Linked DNA regions of Rattus norvegicus: region 2 is linked to region 1. A link is a contact called in public HiChIP or PLAC-seq data. All regions are on one chromosome and are shown on one strand. The core of a region is the stretch at or near the end of the contact, and the rest is flanking DNA. Distances in the headings are between cores, read along the strand shown. Region 1 holds the start of Trim8 (tripartite motif-containing 8). Region 2 holds the start of Arl3 (ADP ribosylation factor like GTPase 3).

Region 1 (7,769 bases), core at 3,081-5,580:
TCCACCTGCTTCTAGCAAACATGTCTTAGGGGCCATTTTCACATTGTTCAATCAGGCACGTATATGAATTAACTCATGTATTCCTTGTCAACCAGATGGCCTCTCAAGGAGGGCGGCAAAGTACTAAAGGCCTGAGCTGTCTTCAGTCCTCAAAAGATCAAGGACCCAGAATTCACAGTGAACTGGATTTGGACCTTAGTTCTACAATTTAAAATAGTCTCTGAAGGGCTGGAGAGATGGCTCAGCGGTTAAGAGCACTGACTGCTCTTCCTAGAGGTCCTGAGTTCAAATCCCAGCAACCACATGGTGGTTCACAACCACCTGTAATGGGATCTGATGTCCTCTTCTGGTATCTCTGAGGATACAGTGTACTCATATACATAAAATAGATAAATAAATCTTTAAAAAATTGTCTCTGAAATCTATACATCTAGTCCATACTTCCTCACTGAGTCTGCCCATAGATATACCTCTGTGCCACACTGCTGTTAGCCCAGCCAATCAAGATGCTCTACCAGAACAGAATGCTCATTGAATCTCCTGGTTCTTAGTAAATAGTTTCTTGTTGAGCCCCAAATTCTGTGAGCCATTTAAAAACAGTTTCAAGCCAGACCTAGTGGCACAAGCCTATCTCTGCTATTTGTAATCCTCAGGAGGATTACAAATTCAAGGTCTGACTGACCTACAAAGTCAAGTTTAAAGCAGGCTAGGTAACTTAGAGACTCTTCATCCTTGCACGCACAAACACACAAACACACACACACACTTCTGTATATGACTTCTGTGATATATAGTTTAGTGATGGAGTATTTACCTAACATCCTAGTATGAGTGCGTATTAATCCATACGCAGCACCAGAAAAAGATGTCATTACACATTATACATATGCGTCAGTGAGTTATCATATTAGACACCACGAGCATTGTTTTGGTTCAGGTTTCCATGGCTATGATGAAACATCCTGACCAAAACCAAAGTAGGGAAGAAAGGGTTTGTGTCAGTTCACAGTTTGTATCATCCAGGGAAGTCAAGACAGACTTCAAGAAAGAACTCGGAGGCAGGAACAGATGAAGAAGCCATGGAGGGGAGCCACTTTCTGGTGTGCTCAGCCTGCTTTCTAATAGAATCCGGTACCATCAGTGCAGGCAGGGATGGCGCCACCATCGTGAGCTGGGCCCTCCCGCATCAATCCTCAATCTAGAAAATGCTTCACAGGCTTGTCCACAGCCCAGTCGGGAGGAGCATTTTCTCAATTGAGATTTCCCCTTTCAAATCAACTCTAGCTTATGTCAAGTTGACAGAGAACTCGTCAGCATAACTGTGGACCAGTATTCTATGCTTTAATAAACTTATAGAGGACTTGGGGCTGGCAAGATAGCTTAACCTTGCAAATGTGAGGAGCAGAGTAGAATCCCCAGAGTCCATGTAAAAAGTCAAGTGAGTCCCTTGTCAGGGAAGTGGAGACAGACAGGGCCTCTGAAAGAGTCATTAACAGTCTGGGGACACTCACTGGAGGGAGCACCCTGGAGAACAACACCTAAGCAAGGCTGTGCTCTGGCCTCCCTGGGGTGACTTGAATGTGTCCACACACCACTACACACACAGGGCTGGCTGGCTGGGGTTGTAGCTTGGTCAAGGCTCTGGGTTCAGTTACCTCCACCACAAACTAAATAAAACATTGTGCAAGATAATTGAGGCAATAAACACATATTTATATATCTAACAGGGTATACATAGAATGATAAGTCCATCTTGGTCCTCTTCCCGCCCCTATTATGGTTGCTATGTGGATTTCTCTCTGCCCCATTGCTAATCCAGTAATAAGTTCTGTTGGCTCTCTTTTCAATATATACCAAACCCAGTGGCTCAGAACCAGCTTAGAGTCCAAATGACTTCCTGTGACTGGTAATAGCCTGTGTGTTCTGGTCCCTACCTGTTTCTCCCTCTCTCATGATGCCTTCTTCCTGCCCAGGTATAAGCGCATGCATTTGGTTTTGCCTTTTTTTTTTCTATTTTTCAGAGCTGGGGACCGAACCCAGGGCCTTGCGCTTGCCTAGCTAAATCCCCAAACCTTGTTTTTGCCTTTTGATGAGAGTACTGCTTCCCAGGTTGTCTGTCAGGGGCATGATTCTTGTTGTGCATTCAGGTCTGGGCTTAAATGTCATTTTTACTTAGAGCTTTTGCATGTACCTCTTTATTTATTCATTCATTCATTCATTTATTATTTATTTATTTATTTATTTATTTATTTATTTATTTTTCGGAGCTGGGGACCGAACCCAGGGCCTTGCGCTTGCTAGCCAAGTGCTCTACCGCTGAGCTAAATCCCTAACCCCTTGCATGTACCTCTTATGCTCAGAAACTATATTTAAATTTTAAAAAAATGTAGCTTCCCAGGCAATTTCCTGGGCCTAGAAAAATTCCACCGATGTCACAGGTCTTTGTTATACTTTATAGTCATTGACTGACCAGGGCTATGTCCACAGTTCTTTAAGCGTCTTCTGAATAGGAAAAGGGATTCCTAGCAGGTAGTTTTAAGCTTCTGAGATGTAGGGTAAAGTATCTCAGAGATCGGGCTCCATGGTGAACCTTTGCAATTCCCTGCTAATTTCTCTAGACACTTGAGCGGACTGATTGACAACCCTTCTTCGCTCTCAAGTAAAAAGAGCTACAGCTGAAGAGGCCCGGGAAAAAATGGTCCCACAGCCTAGCAGCATTATTGCCCTTTTAAGAAGCTCGGCTAGAGCCCCTCCCTCGGCAATGTTTAATGTACCGAAGTTGGTGCAAGTCACGTGAGAGTACGAAGGTTCGCCACGCCTTAAAGAGGAGGAGTCTCTCCTTGGGGACCAATAGCACAAACCGCTTTAGGAACAGCCCTAATTCCAGACAGGGAAGAGGGCGGGGCCAAGGATCTAAGCAGCTGTAACAGCACTTCCGGAAAATACACCCCTCCCCTCCCCCTCCCCGTTTATTTCGCTAGTACCGGGTGGGCTGAACCAGCGGGTGCTGATTAAAGGCGCCGCCTGCCGCTTTCTCCTCACCTCCCCCCACCCCGCCTGTCTCCCCGCCCCCTTTCCGAGTAGCGGGACCGGCCTTGATGTAGGGACACCCCTGACCCCCCCTCCGCGCTTCTATCGCCCTTATCCGGGAGCCCCGAGCGCTGCAATCCTTCTGCCTTCTCCCACCCCCATCTTGCCCTCCTCACTCTGCTTCTAACCCATTGTATGCGGGGCAGCTGCGAACCGGGGCCAGAGACAGTGTGCCCAGTGTGCCCAGTGTGCCCCGTCAGTGGGTCTCGCGGGCCCAAGCTCTTCCCCCGCCCGTGCTGTTCCAGGCAGGGACGAGAGCGCCCTTCCTCGCTGAGCTGGTGGCCCGGACCGGCGGGCCGCACCCCCAGCCCCAGCGCGAGCCCCTAGTGTCCCTTCTTAGAGGGAAGAAAGCGGAGAGACCCGAGGCAGGAAAAAGCAGCCTCTAACTGCTCGGCCCGCTGATCATTTTTATTATCGGGATTATTATTAAAAGGGGGCGGGACCCCAGGATGCGGAGAAGGGGGCCAGAGACGCAGCTATTTCTATTAAACAGATTATTCTTGAAATAATACACGCAAGATGGCTGAAGGTGGCTGTGATGAGAGTGTTCGGGCTGGGGGGTGGTTTCTTCCTTTTTTACCCCCCTTTTTTCTTCCTTTTTTTTTTTTTTTTTTTTTGATCTAAGGATAAAGCTCTGAAGCGACAGCCGCAGCGGAGACCCTGCCCGGAGTGCCCGCCCTCCCCTCACTTGAGAAGCTGCGGGAGGACAAACGGACCCACGGACAGAACGACGGGCGCGGGCCCGCCCCGGACGCGTCGCCCGGGCAGCGCTGGGGGCAATAGGCGCTCGCCGTTCTGCCGACTTCTTCCAATTCTAATCTTTTTAAAAGATTTTTTTTTTTTTGGAAAGGATCGGGATGGGTGGAGCAGAGGTAGAGAGAAATCAAGACTTGGCATTTTTCTCCTTCTCTCTCTCCTAATTTGCTGGAGGCCACCAGCCCTCCCCTTGGAGAAAAAAAAAATCCCACCAAAGGGAGGGGTGGAAAAGCGAGCTACAGGACCCTCGAGCGCGCGCCCGGACCCCCGTCCCCACCGCGGCCGCTGGGAGCTCAAGATGGCTGGGCGCTGAGGACGCACCCGGCCCGGCAGGCTCGGCCTGGCCCCGCCGCCGCCCCAGGCTGGCTCCGACCGCAGCCCGGAGCCTTCCAGGCCGGAGCAGAGGCCGAGAAGAAAAGAAAGTGGGGGGGAGGGGTGGGGGGCGAAGGGGGAGGGCCGGGCGGGGGGGAGGGGAGGGCCGGGAGCCGAGCCTCCTGTTCATTAGCAGTTGAGAAAAATTCCTTTCTAGTTTGATCAATCCTTGTTTTCCTCAGCGCAGGCGAGGCGCCCGCCCAGCGCGGGGACAGGGAGTGGGGTCTCTCCGCGGAGGGGGCGCCCTGCGCGGGGCCTCCAGGGAGCGCAGAAGTAGCGACGAGGGGGTCAGGCCGGAGCACCTCCCGGGCTTCTCCCTCCCTCCCTCTCTGGTTGCCTTTTTTTTTTTTTTTCCACTTCTCTCCCTCCCCCTTCCGTTTCTATTTGTGAAGGGAGGAGGAAGGCAGAGGCGGGCTGGTGTCTCTGGCCGGGGACTGGAATTTCATCTGAATGACTGCCCCAGCGCGCACGCAGCGCCCCGGAGTCGGCCCGCCCGCGCCCTGCAACCCGCAGCCGGCCGGCCAGCTGGGGGACGCCCGCGCCACAGCCCGGGGACCGCCGGCGCGCCTTGCTCGCCGGCTCCGGCTCCAGCCAGCCTCGGCGCGGCCGAACTAGATTTCCTGGTCCCTCGGACCTCCGCCGGGATCCAGGCGAGGAAGGCGCGGCTCGCAGCAGCCAAGAGGGAGCCACCGTCACCGCCAAAGGAAGAGTGCGGCTCCCCAGCTCGGTGCGCCGCGGGGCGCGCCCCGATGCCAGCTGCGGGGCCGAGCGCAGGCCTCGAGCCGCCGCTGCCCTAGCCGCGCTGACGGGAAGGCGGCCTGTTATATGGAATTTGGACCACGGCGCTCCTCTCCAGGGCTGGTGCCCGGGCCGCGGCCCTGGCGCAGCCCGCCGCCTCCCGCTAGGCTCTCGCCAGGAGGAGGAGACGCAGCCGGCGGCGCGCGCGGCGCAAGGACCCAGGCTCCCTCCTCTGGGGGGCGGGCACGCGGAAGGCGCTGGTGACTGAGCGACTGGCGCGGCCGGCGGGGACCGGAGCTCCGGGCTTGGTGGGTCCTCAGCTGCACCAGACTGATCCCCAGGGTTGGGGAGTTAGAGAGGTCTACCCGGGCCCCCTGCCCGCAGCCGCCATGGCGGAGAATTGGAAGAACTGCTTTGAGGAGGAGCTCATCTGCCCCATCTGCCTGCACGTTTTCGTGGAACCGGTGCAGCTGCCGTGCAAACACAACTTCTGCCGGGGCTGCATCGGCGAGGCTTGGGCCAAGGACAGTGGCCTTGTGCGTTGCCCGGAGTGCAACCAGGCCTACAATCAGAAGCCGGGCCTGGAGAAGAACCTGAAGCTCACCAACATCGTGGAGAAGTTCAACGCCCTGCACGTGGAGAAGCCCCCGACGGCACTGCACTGCGTGTTCTGTCGCCGCGGCCCCCCGCTGCCGGCACAGAAGGTCTGCCTGCGCTGCGAGGCTCCCTGCTGCCAGTCTCACGTGCAGACGCACCTGCAGCAGCCCTCCACCGCCCGCGGGCACCTCCTGGTGGAGGCGGACGACGTGCGGGCCTGGAGCTGCCCGCAGCACAACGCCTACCGCCTGTACCACTGCGAGGCCGAGCAGGTGGCGGTGTGCCAGTACTGCTGCTACTACAGCGGCGCGCATCAGGGACACTCGGTGTGTGACGTGGAGATACGGAGGAATGAGATACGGGCAAGTACACAGAACGCGCGCGCGAACACACACACTCACACATACGGCCTGGGAGCCACCCATCCGTACATGCTGACTCTCTTGACATTAGCCTAGAGGCCTTCTTCCAAACTCTTCCGTGAAAGTTTAGGGGGCAAGGCCCTGGGGAAAAGGCCCCGGCTGCTGGATGCATTCTCGCACCTGCGCCCTTGGGATCCCTCTTGCAAGTCATTTATGGAATTGGGGGAAGCTGTTAGAAGTAGTTTTGAGTGTTGCTTTTCTGTTTTGCGCAGCTCCCTCCCCCTGCATTGTTTCTGTAAGCTCTACGGGAAGTCACCAAGGCAGTGACCCCGGTCCTGCTTCTCCAGCTGCTGTTTATGTAATGAGTGTCCTGGTGCCGCTGCTGTGGCTGACATGATCCATGATGCTGGCATACCAATGAGGAAGTAAACAAAAGCAGCCATGTTAGTTTTAAGCTCTATTGGAAACACACTGGGGGTGGGGGTGAGCTTCCGGAGGTAGAACAGAACTCTGGCATCCAGCTGGGCAAGGCCTGACTGTCCAGAGGAGTCCCCGACTGTCAGCTCCTCCAATCCGTCCTAGTAGACGCTCTCCAGGCTAAGGCTGCTCTCTATATACTTGGTTGCTGCCTGCGCCTGGCATGAACAAACCTTAAAGTATGTGTCGTCTTCACCCTGGGCTCTTTCCTCCCAGCCCTGCCCTCTTACACAGCCCTCCCACATTTGGGGAGGGGACGTGGAAGACGGAAAAAGAATCCTGTGGGTTTAAGGTTGAGCCGCGTTGAAATCTGGTTTCAGGCAGCTGGCTCCCTTGGGCTGCCGGCTGGGTGATTACGAACCGCACCCCCCTCCCATTGTATACACCCTGCTGCAGCAGCCAATGTCAAAACGGCCTTCCCCCTCTTAGGCCTCTGGGCCTGGCTGGGGAACTGGAGTGGGGCATACTTCTGTCCCTTTCACTGAAGGGGCTCCTCCCAGGTTCCTCTCAGGTCCCCTGCCTCTCTGGGTTGAGTCACACCAAAGGAAGGAGTCGATCTAAGACTGTGCCATCTTGAAAGCTCTAGCTAGGGGTCTGGTGCTAAGGGAGCAAGGTTGGGTTTGGTAGGACTAGGAGTGTGTGTTTAGGGTGGGGGCCCCTGGAGCCCAATGAGGCTACTGCAGTATGAGGAAGCCAGGCCTATGGGGGTTCTTTCCTCCGTGGTTGTGGGGGCTGGATGGAGACAAGGAGGGGACCAATCTAAATGAGTCACTGTTTAGCAATTAAAAACCACACATATACAACCAACAAAAGGCAGAAGGGCCACCGCAGGCTGAGGGCGGGGATAACAAAATTTGCTGTATAATTAGTTTGCAATTGCATGGGCCAGCTCTGGGGTTTTGTGCCAGGAGAGGCCTCTGGTTTCTTAAAGGAAGTGTGGGGGATGGAGAAGTGGAGTCACTCCTCCCCACCAGTTGGGAAAGGCCAAGTCCGGGGGAAGTGGAGGAGCCCGGGGTCCTCCTCCCCTGACTCCAGTTAGGCAGAGCCCACACTTTACCCAGGATTGAAGCTGCTGCTATTAATAAAGATGATAGGGTTGGAGGCAGGGAAAGGCTGGAGAAAAGATGGCTGTCCAGCCCTCTGTCCTGGGATTGGCTGTAGAAAGTGGGTAGAGGGGGAAAGGGTAGGACTGAATGGAACAGTGGAGAATGTGGTATATTCCATGTGTTTGCACTCCTTAAGTGCTAGGGATGTCTTGGGGTAGGGATGAAAAGTTAATCATACCTGGTTTGGTATTAGGAGGGCATCCTTAGGTGTGTGTCTGCACTTAGGCTCAAATGGGTATGTCCTGCCTTAGTATTGGGAGGAAAGGGTGGC
Region 2 (6,842 bases), core at 3,920-6,419, 77 kb after region 1:
AAACAAACACCTGACAGATTTCTATTTCACTTTACCTCTGAATAGGCTCCTATCGGCCTCAAACAAAGAACTTCAAATTGTTTTCTTTTTTTGTAATTATTATCATTACTATTATTATTAAAGATGTATTTATTATGTATACAGCCTTCTGCCTGCATGTATGCCTGCAGCCAGAAGAGGGCATTAGATCCCATTACAGATGGTTGTGAGCCACCATGAGGTCGCTGGGAATTGAACTCAGGACCTCTAGAAGAGCAGTCAGTGCCTTTTAACCTCTGAGCCATCTCTCCAGCCTGTAATTATTTTTTAAAATGATACTTATTTACTTATTTCGTGTGTGAGTGTACACAGTGCTTGTGGAAGTCGGCTGCTAGTTCTCCTGAGTCAGCATGTGAATCCTGGGGATCCCATAAACACAGGCCATCGGCTTGGAGGCAAGCCCCTCACCCACTGAGACGCCTCAACTGCAGTCAAACTTTGTTCTCTTTCTTATCATCTTTCTACTAAATAAAGACAAAGATTGTTCCTGAGGACATAAAGACGGGAAGAGTGGGGACCCTCTCAGCTGACATCAGCCTGATGACCGGGAGGTTGCTCCGACCTTCAGACTGTGCTCAGCTGCCCTGACTCCACGCAGAAAGGGAGAAGGATGAACTCTGACGAGGAACAGGGAGAGGACTGAATAAGGTGACACTGTGAGGAAGAACACACGGAAGCCGCTCAGAACACTGTTAAGTTTTTAAAGTATAGAGCTGGAGAGAACCCCTCTGCCAGTCCCGTGTTTCTTTTTTTTCTTTTTCTTTTTTTTTTTTTTTTGGTTCTTTTTTTTCGGAGCTGGGGACCGAACCCAGGGCCTTGCGCTTCCTAGGTAAGCGCTCTAGCACTGAGCTAAATCCCCAGCCCCCAGTCCCGTGTTTCTTTTCTTTCCTTTTGAGGAAAGAAAAAAAGAGGACATCAGATCCCATAACAGATGGTTGTGAGCCACCATGTGGTTGCTGGGAATTGAACTCAGGACCTCGGGAAGAGCAGTCAGTGCTCTTAACTGCTGAGCCATCTCTCCAGTTCCTCTTTGTCTATTTCTTTCTTCTTTTCATTTTTATTTTTTTGAGACAGGATTTCCCTATGTAGCCCTGGCTGTCCTGGAACTTGCTATGTAGACCAGGTTGGCTTTGAACTCACAGAGATGTGCCTGCCTCTCAAATGCTTGGGTTAAAGGCATGTACCACTATGTCTGTCATCGCTCACTTTTTTTTTTTTTAAATCTATTTGTCATGTATGTGAGTCCACTGTCGCTGTCTTCAGACACACCAGAAGAGGGCATCGGATCCCATTACAGATGGTTGTGAGCCACCATGTGGTTGCTGGGAATTGAACTCAGGACCTCTGGAAGAGCAGTCAGTGCTCTTACCCTCTGAGCCATCTCTCCAGCCCATCACTCACTTTCAATTGTACAGTTAACCATAGGAGCTCATGGGATACTAGACATGACACACTTAAACATGACACTGACTGTTTAAACCCAGTGTTCTATTTCCAGTTCTAAAAATAACTTATATGTTTGAAGAAAAAATGAATTTGTAAAATCAGATAATCTCAACTAATTTGCCCTACTTTCTTTTTTTCTCCTTCCTTCTTTTCCTTCCTTCCTTCCTTCCTTCCTTCCTTCCTTCCTTCTTTCTGTTTGGGTTTGTTATTGTTGTTGGTTTTTCTCTGTGCAGCCCCTGCTGTCCTGGAACTCTCTATAGACCAGGCTGGCCTCCAACTCACAGATTTCCCTGCCTCTGCCTCCCAAGTGCTGAGATTAAAGGCCAGCGCCACCACCACCTACCTTATGGTTTTGATTTTTTGAGACAGGATTTTTCTCCGCATAGCCTTGGCTGTCCTGGAAACACTGTAGCTCTTAACCACTGAGCCATCTCTTTAGGCTGGCCTAAAAACTCACAGAGATCCCTATCCACATGCTTCTCCCTCCCCAAGTTCTGGAACTAAAGGTATTGCCTAGCGCGCCTCTCTCTCTCTCTCTCTCTCTCTCTCTCTCTCTCTCTCTCTCTCTCTGATATTGAGAGGGTAGTCTTCGTAATATAACCCTGGCAGACCAGGCTGGCCTCTAGTTCAGATAACTACCTGCTTCTGTCTTATGAGTGAAGGGATCAAAGGTGTGTGCCACCACATTTGTTTTGGGGGCTGGAGAGATGGCTCAGCGGTTAAGAGCACTGACTGCTCTTCCAGAGGTCCTGAGTTAAATTCCCAGCAACTACATGTTGTAATGGGATCCGATACCCTCTTCTGGAGTGTCTGAAGACAGCTACACTGTACTCATATACATAAAATAAAGAGTCCATTTACTCTCGTAGAGGACCGTGCTTCAGTTCCTAGCACCCACACAGCAGTAACCCAGCGCCCAGGGTTCTGGTGTTCTCCTCTGAAGGCGGCAAGTATTATGTGGTGCACACACATACAGGCAGGCAAAAGACAGATCAAATAAAATTAATAAATCCAATAGTTTTTTTAAAAAATTGTTTTGGACTGGAGAGAAGGCTCAGTGGTTAAGAGCACTTGTTGCTTTTACAGAGGACCCAGGTCTTATTCCCAGCCTCTACAAGGTGGCTCACAACTGCCTGTAACTCTAGTTCCAAAGGATTCGAAGCCCTCTCCTAATTTCTGAAGGCATGAGGGATTCATGTGGTATATATATGTACAGGTAGACAAAATATTCAACATAGAAAAAAAAAAAAAGCACTCACTGCTCTTGTAGAGAACTGGAGTTCAGTTCTCAACACCCACACCGTGGCTCAAAACTGACTGTAGCTTCAGTGGATGCAATGCCCTCTTCTGGCCTCCTTGGACACAAGACATGCCTACGGTGTACATACATGTTTGCAGTCAAAACACTAAGATATATATATATATATATATATGTGTGTGTATATATATATATATATTTATCTGTATATACACGGTCAATTTGTTATATACTTAAATACAGTGCCAATTTGCACCTAGAAACACAAGCAGTGGTTCATTTACTGTGACCTATAATTATAAATTAAGCAGTCATAAAATTATGTACTCTACTTAATTGAAAAACTGAAGAAAGTTAGTAAACTGTTTCTCATTTATTTTCTCCTGGTTTGGCATGTGTTTCTTTCTTTTAAGGGGATGGCTGTTGGGGCAGGGTCTCCATCTAGCTGAGGCCGACCTGAAACTGTAGTCCAGGTTGGCCTCTTAACTCATGGTGATCCTCTTAATTTAACATGGAGAGGACTGGGATTACAGGCAGGAGCCACCACACACATCCTGGCAAGGTCTTTTAATTGCAGTTCTAATTATTTCCATTAATTTAAAAATTACCTACTCATTACGAAACAGAGTCTTATGTAGCCCAGGCTGGTCTTGAATTCCTGCTCCTCCTTCTACCTCCCAAGTGCTGAGGTTACAGGGGTTGCAGGGCCCCTTTCTCAAATCTGTTTATTTTCTGTGTAAATATTTATATCTGCACTCATTTGTTAAGACAATCCCAGCCTTTAAATGGGCAGCTCATATGTAAATAATAAAAAGAAAATGCTTGTTAAAATCTGTTTAGCCTGAGGTTAGAAATAACTGTAAATGTAACAAGCATGAAGTGTGATTGACAACCTAAGATTAAATAATTCTACTAAATAATTTGACATTGTAAATTTTTTTGGTCAAAATTTACTCGATCAATAATTATACCAAAACAGATGTGTAATTTAGCCCCTGCCCATCTATGGTTTTACTCAGGACTTCATGCTTGCTAAGCAAACCTCTACCCAGTAAGCTATACCCCTAGTACTAGGCTTAAGTCAACAGAAGCGGCCCCAAATTTTTACAAAAATAATGTGGTGTATGAGAGAAGCAACAGTAACTGGCTCTGAGCTTTAGTAAGCCAACCAACCTGTTCTAAGTGTTTTAAAATCGGGGTTGGGGATTTGGCTCAGCGGTAGAGCGCTTGCCTAGCAAGTGCAAGGTCCTGGGTTCGGTCCCCAGCTCCGAAAAACAAACAAACAAACAAACAAAAAAAAACTAAGTGCTTTAAAATCAAGTTTTCTTTGACTAGCTCTAAAAATATTAATTTCCCCGTAACTTCGTTTTTACTCCATCTACCGCGTATAAAATTAACAAGGAGGGCAGATAGATGTTCAGTAACGCTCATGATGTTCAGTCCCCACATGACGGTTCCCAGACATCCATAACTCCAGCTCCATCAAAGCCCTCTTCTGGCCTCTGCAGGAACCAGGCACACACGTGGTGCACAAACATACACACAGGGTAAACACTGGTACACATGTAAATAAAATAATAATTTAAAAAAAATCAACAAGGAACTGAGTGTCTCCCGTCAAATCTGTCACACACCCTAACTTACACTTTGGAAAGGCCTTAATTATGGCTAACGGAGAACAGGCTTGTTTCAAATTGATGCTCACTCTCTATTTCTCATTTGAGGCGAAGACCATTTGCTTCTATCAACATGGAATAAATACGGAACGAAAAATCGGTCGTCAACAACCATTAGACCTTCGCAGAACTTTCAGCGACTAAGTTGGGACTGCAGGAGCGCACCTACCACAGGGACATTCATCTCCAGCGGTACCTCTTATTGTCCTGGGACTTACTCCCTACACACCTCTCTCACTCAGAGACGCGAGCATCTAGGAAAGGAAAACTAGGTTACAGCTCCCTGGTGCCACGAGGGTGATCTCAAAGACCGTAGCGCTGCGCCTCTCCCACTTTTGGCCGGGTCTCAGATGGACCCCACAGTCCCGAGGCTCCGAGAGGTCGGCTCTGCAGTATGATCTAAGCCTGTGAGCCCGGCCTGATCTCCGCAGTTCCAGAGCCGCCTTCATCCCAGAAAGATGATGGTGCTAGGCTTCATCCCCGCCAGAGAAGCACTAAAGTACCCTCTCCACGCCTCGGATCCATCGCAAACCCCTCCTTTCTCCCTAGGCCTAGGCCTCCCTCCAGGCCCACTTTAGGGGCTCCTCCTTCGCCCCTGAAACCGATCTAGAACCCGAAAGAGCAAGGCGAGCTCCATCCCACGTCCTCCTCCGCTTTAAGAGCAGCGCCCCGCCCTGGGCCTGGGGACAGGAGGGGGGGGTGACTGGTCAGCTCTGAAGGGCCGGGGCCCCCACACTCACCATCCTCAAGCCGAGTCCCTCCTCCTCCTCCTCCTCCTCCTCCTCCTCCGCCTCCTCCTCCTGCCTCCCCCGTTACCAGGGGTAACTGCTGCGGCGCCGCCCCTGACGTCCCTCGCACGCACAGCGAAGGAGCAGAGCAGCGGGATGGGGCGGGGTTCTGCTCCTCTCTACCCAAAGTGCGCAAGCGCGCCAAAGCACCCGCCCATTGCGCAGGCGGTCTCGGGAGTGGCGGGAGGGCGGGGCGAGCTGGCGAGCGGGCCTGCGGGAGGTGCAAAACCGCCCACGTGGCTGGCCGGAGCCTGTGGCCTGTGATTGGTCGGAAAGGTGGGCGTAGGGCGAGGGGGTGGTTCCCGGGCCTAGCCGCGACACTTCAGTTCTGCTTTCCTAGTCAGCTTCGTCTGGTGGCTGTCGCGGGCTGCATCCCCTCTGGGACCAGGTAAGAGTCCTCAAGTGCAAGCCAAAAGCACAGCTACTCCTATTCCCCGCGCCTCCGAAGGGAGCCTGGCTCCCTTCTGTGGTGGCTGCCAGGCACTGCGTGCTGGACTTGCATCTGTAGAAGCCGCGTGGCGGGAGGGACGGACCAGGGCTCCAGTGGATTCCTCTCTTCTGAACCTCGTTGTCTTCGGGTGTCAGGATTTAGGGCTCAGAAGTTGTGGGCTGAGTGTCTATCTCCAGGATAGGTGATTTCTGCTGGGTTGGGGGAGGTCCCCTGAGAGAGGGCGATAGGCAGGTTAGGAACCAGTCCCTAGCATTGAGGTTAGCCGGCATCGGGAGTGTTAAATTGTCTGGGATCCTCTGGATTTTGGTAAAGCCATGTTGGACTGCAAGCGGGACCACTGGAAAGTTACCCTTACCTTTGTGGCAGGTCGGGTTCTTGACACTGGAGTACAACCTGCCGTCGTGGAAATTGCATTCTTCCTAGTGGAATGTTTCTTATACGAGGTTTAATTTCCTTGCAGCCCTAGGTGTAGATGATAGAGTCCGGACTTGAACTAACTTGTAAACCCTTTATTTTATAGTGTTGCTTGTAAACACTGTGGCTCAGGTAGGAATGCCGTTTGCCCTCCAGGACTGAACTCAGGAGGCAGAGATTTGTACTGGGCAGGCAAGCCTTCTCTGCCACTGAGCTACACTACGTCCCTCTCCTCAGAGCTGTTTATATCTGTTAGTAAACAGAGAACTCTTCTAACAGCTGATAGTTTAGGTAGAAGTGGTATCTCTGGATGTCTGCTGATGCACGTGTACCAGTTACCTATCTTTCCGAGCATGTCAAGTACATAGAGCAATTCCTGTCGCAAAGAAAGGGCTACATATTATTAATAGTTTAATCCGGGTTTCAGGCTTCACCTCTTCCACCAACCTAGTTAAGATTACTGAAACAAAAGCAGATTTTTCCAGTATGGGTTTTCAGGCTTATTGTCGTCATTGTTCTGAGACAGATTCTTTTTTTTTTTTTTTTTTTTTTAGTTTGTTTATTTTATGTATGTGAGTACACACCAGAAGAGAGCATCAGATCCCATTACAGATGGTTGTGAGCCACCATGTGGTTGCTGGGATTTGAACTCAGGACCTCTGGAAGAGCAGTCAGTGCTCTCAACCTCTGAGCCATGTCTCCAGCCCCTGTGACAGATTCTTACTATGTAACTCTGGCTGGCCTGAAACTCACTATGTAGACCACACTAG

Evidence for each region. HiChIP or PLAC-seq counts read pairs in DNA pulled down with a chosen protein or histone mark.
Region 2: a contact with region 1 is called in an H3K27ac HiChIP or PLAC-seq map of oligodendrocytes, with 2.8 times the contacts expected there. The contact joins the promoter of Arl3 here to the promoter of Trim8 in region 1. A contact is called at or near these places in 1 of 12 Hi-C or Micro-C datasets (mammary epithelial cells) and 1 of 1 datasets of contacts at active chromatin or transcription factors (oligodendrocytes).

What each region holds. Positions count from the first base shown.
Region 1 is chr1:255,306,709-255,314,477 of GRCr8, forward strand. Trim8 (tripartite motif-containing 8) reads left to right here and starts at 4,331. Exons shown (of 6, transcript NM_001128083.2): 1 at 4,331-5,915. The coding sequence starts at 5,346.
Region 2 is chr1:255,382,918-255,389,759 of GRCr8, forward strand. It overlaps Arl3 (ADP ribosylation factor like GTPase 3), which reads right to left and starts at 5,170. Exons shown (of 6, transcript NM_022700.2): 1 at 5,160-5,170. The coding sequence starts at 5,162. Sfxn2 (sideroflexin 2) reads left to right here and starts at 5,511. Exons shown (of 4, transcript NM_001013072.2): 1 at 5,511-5,595.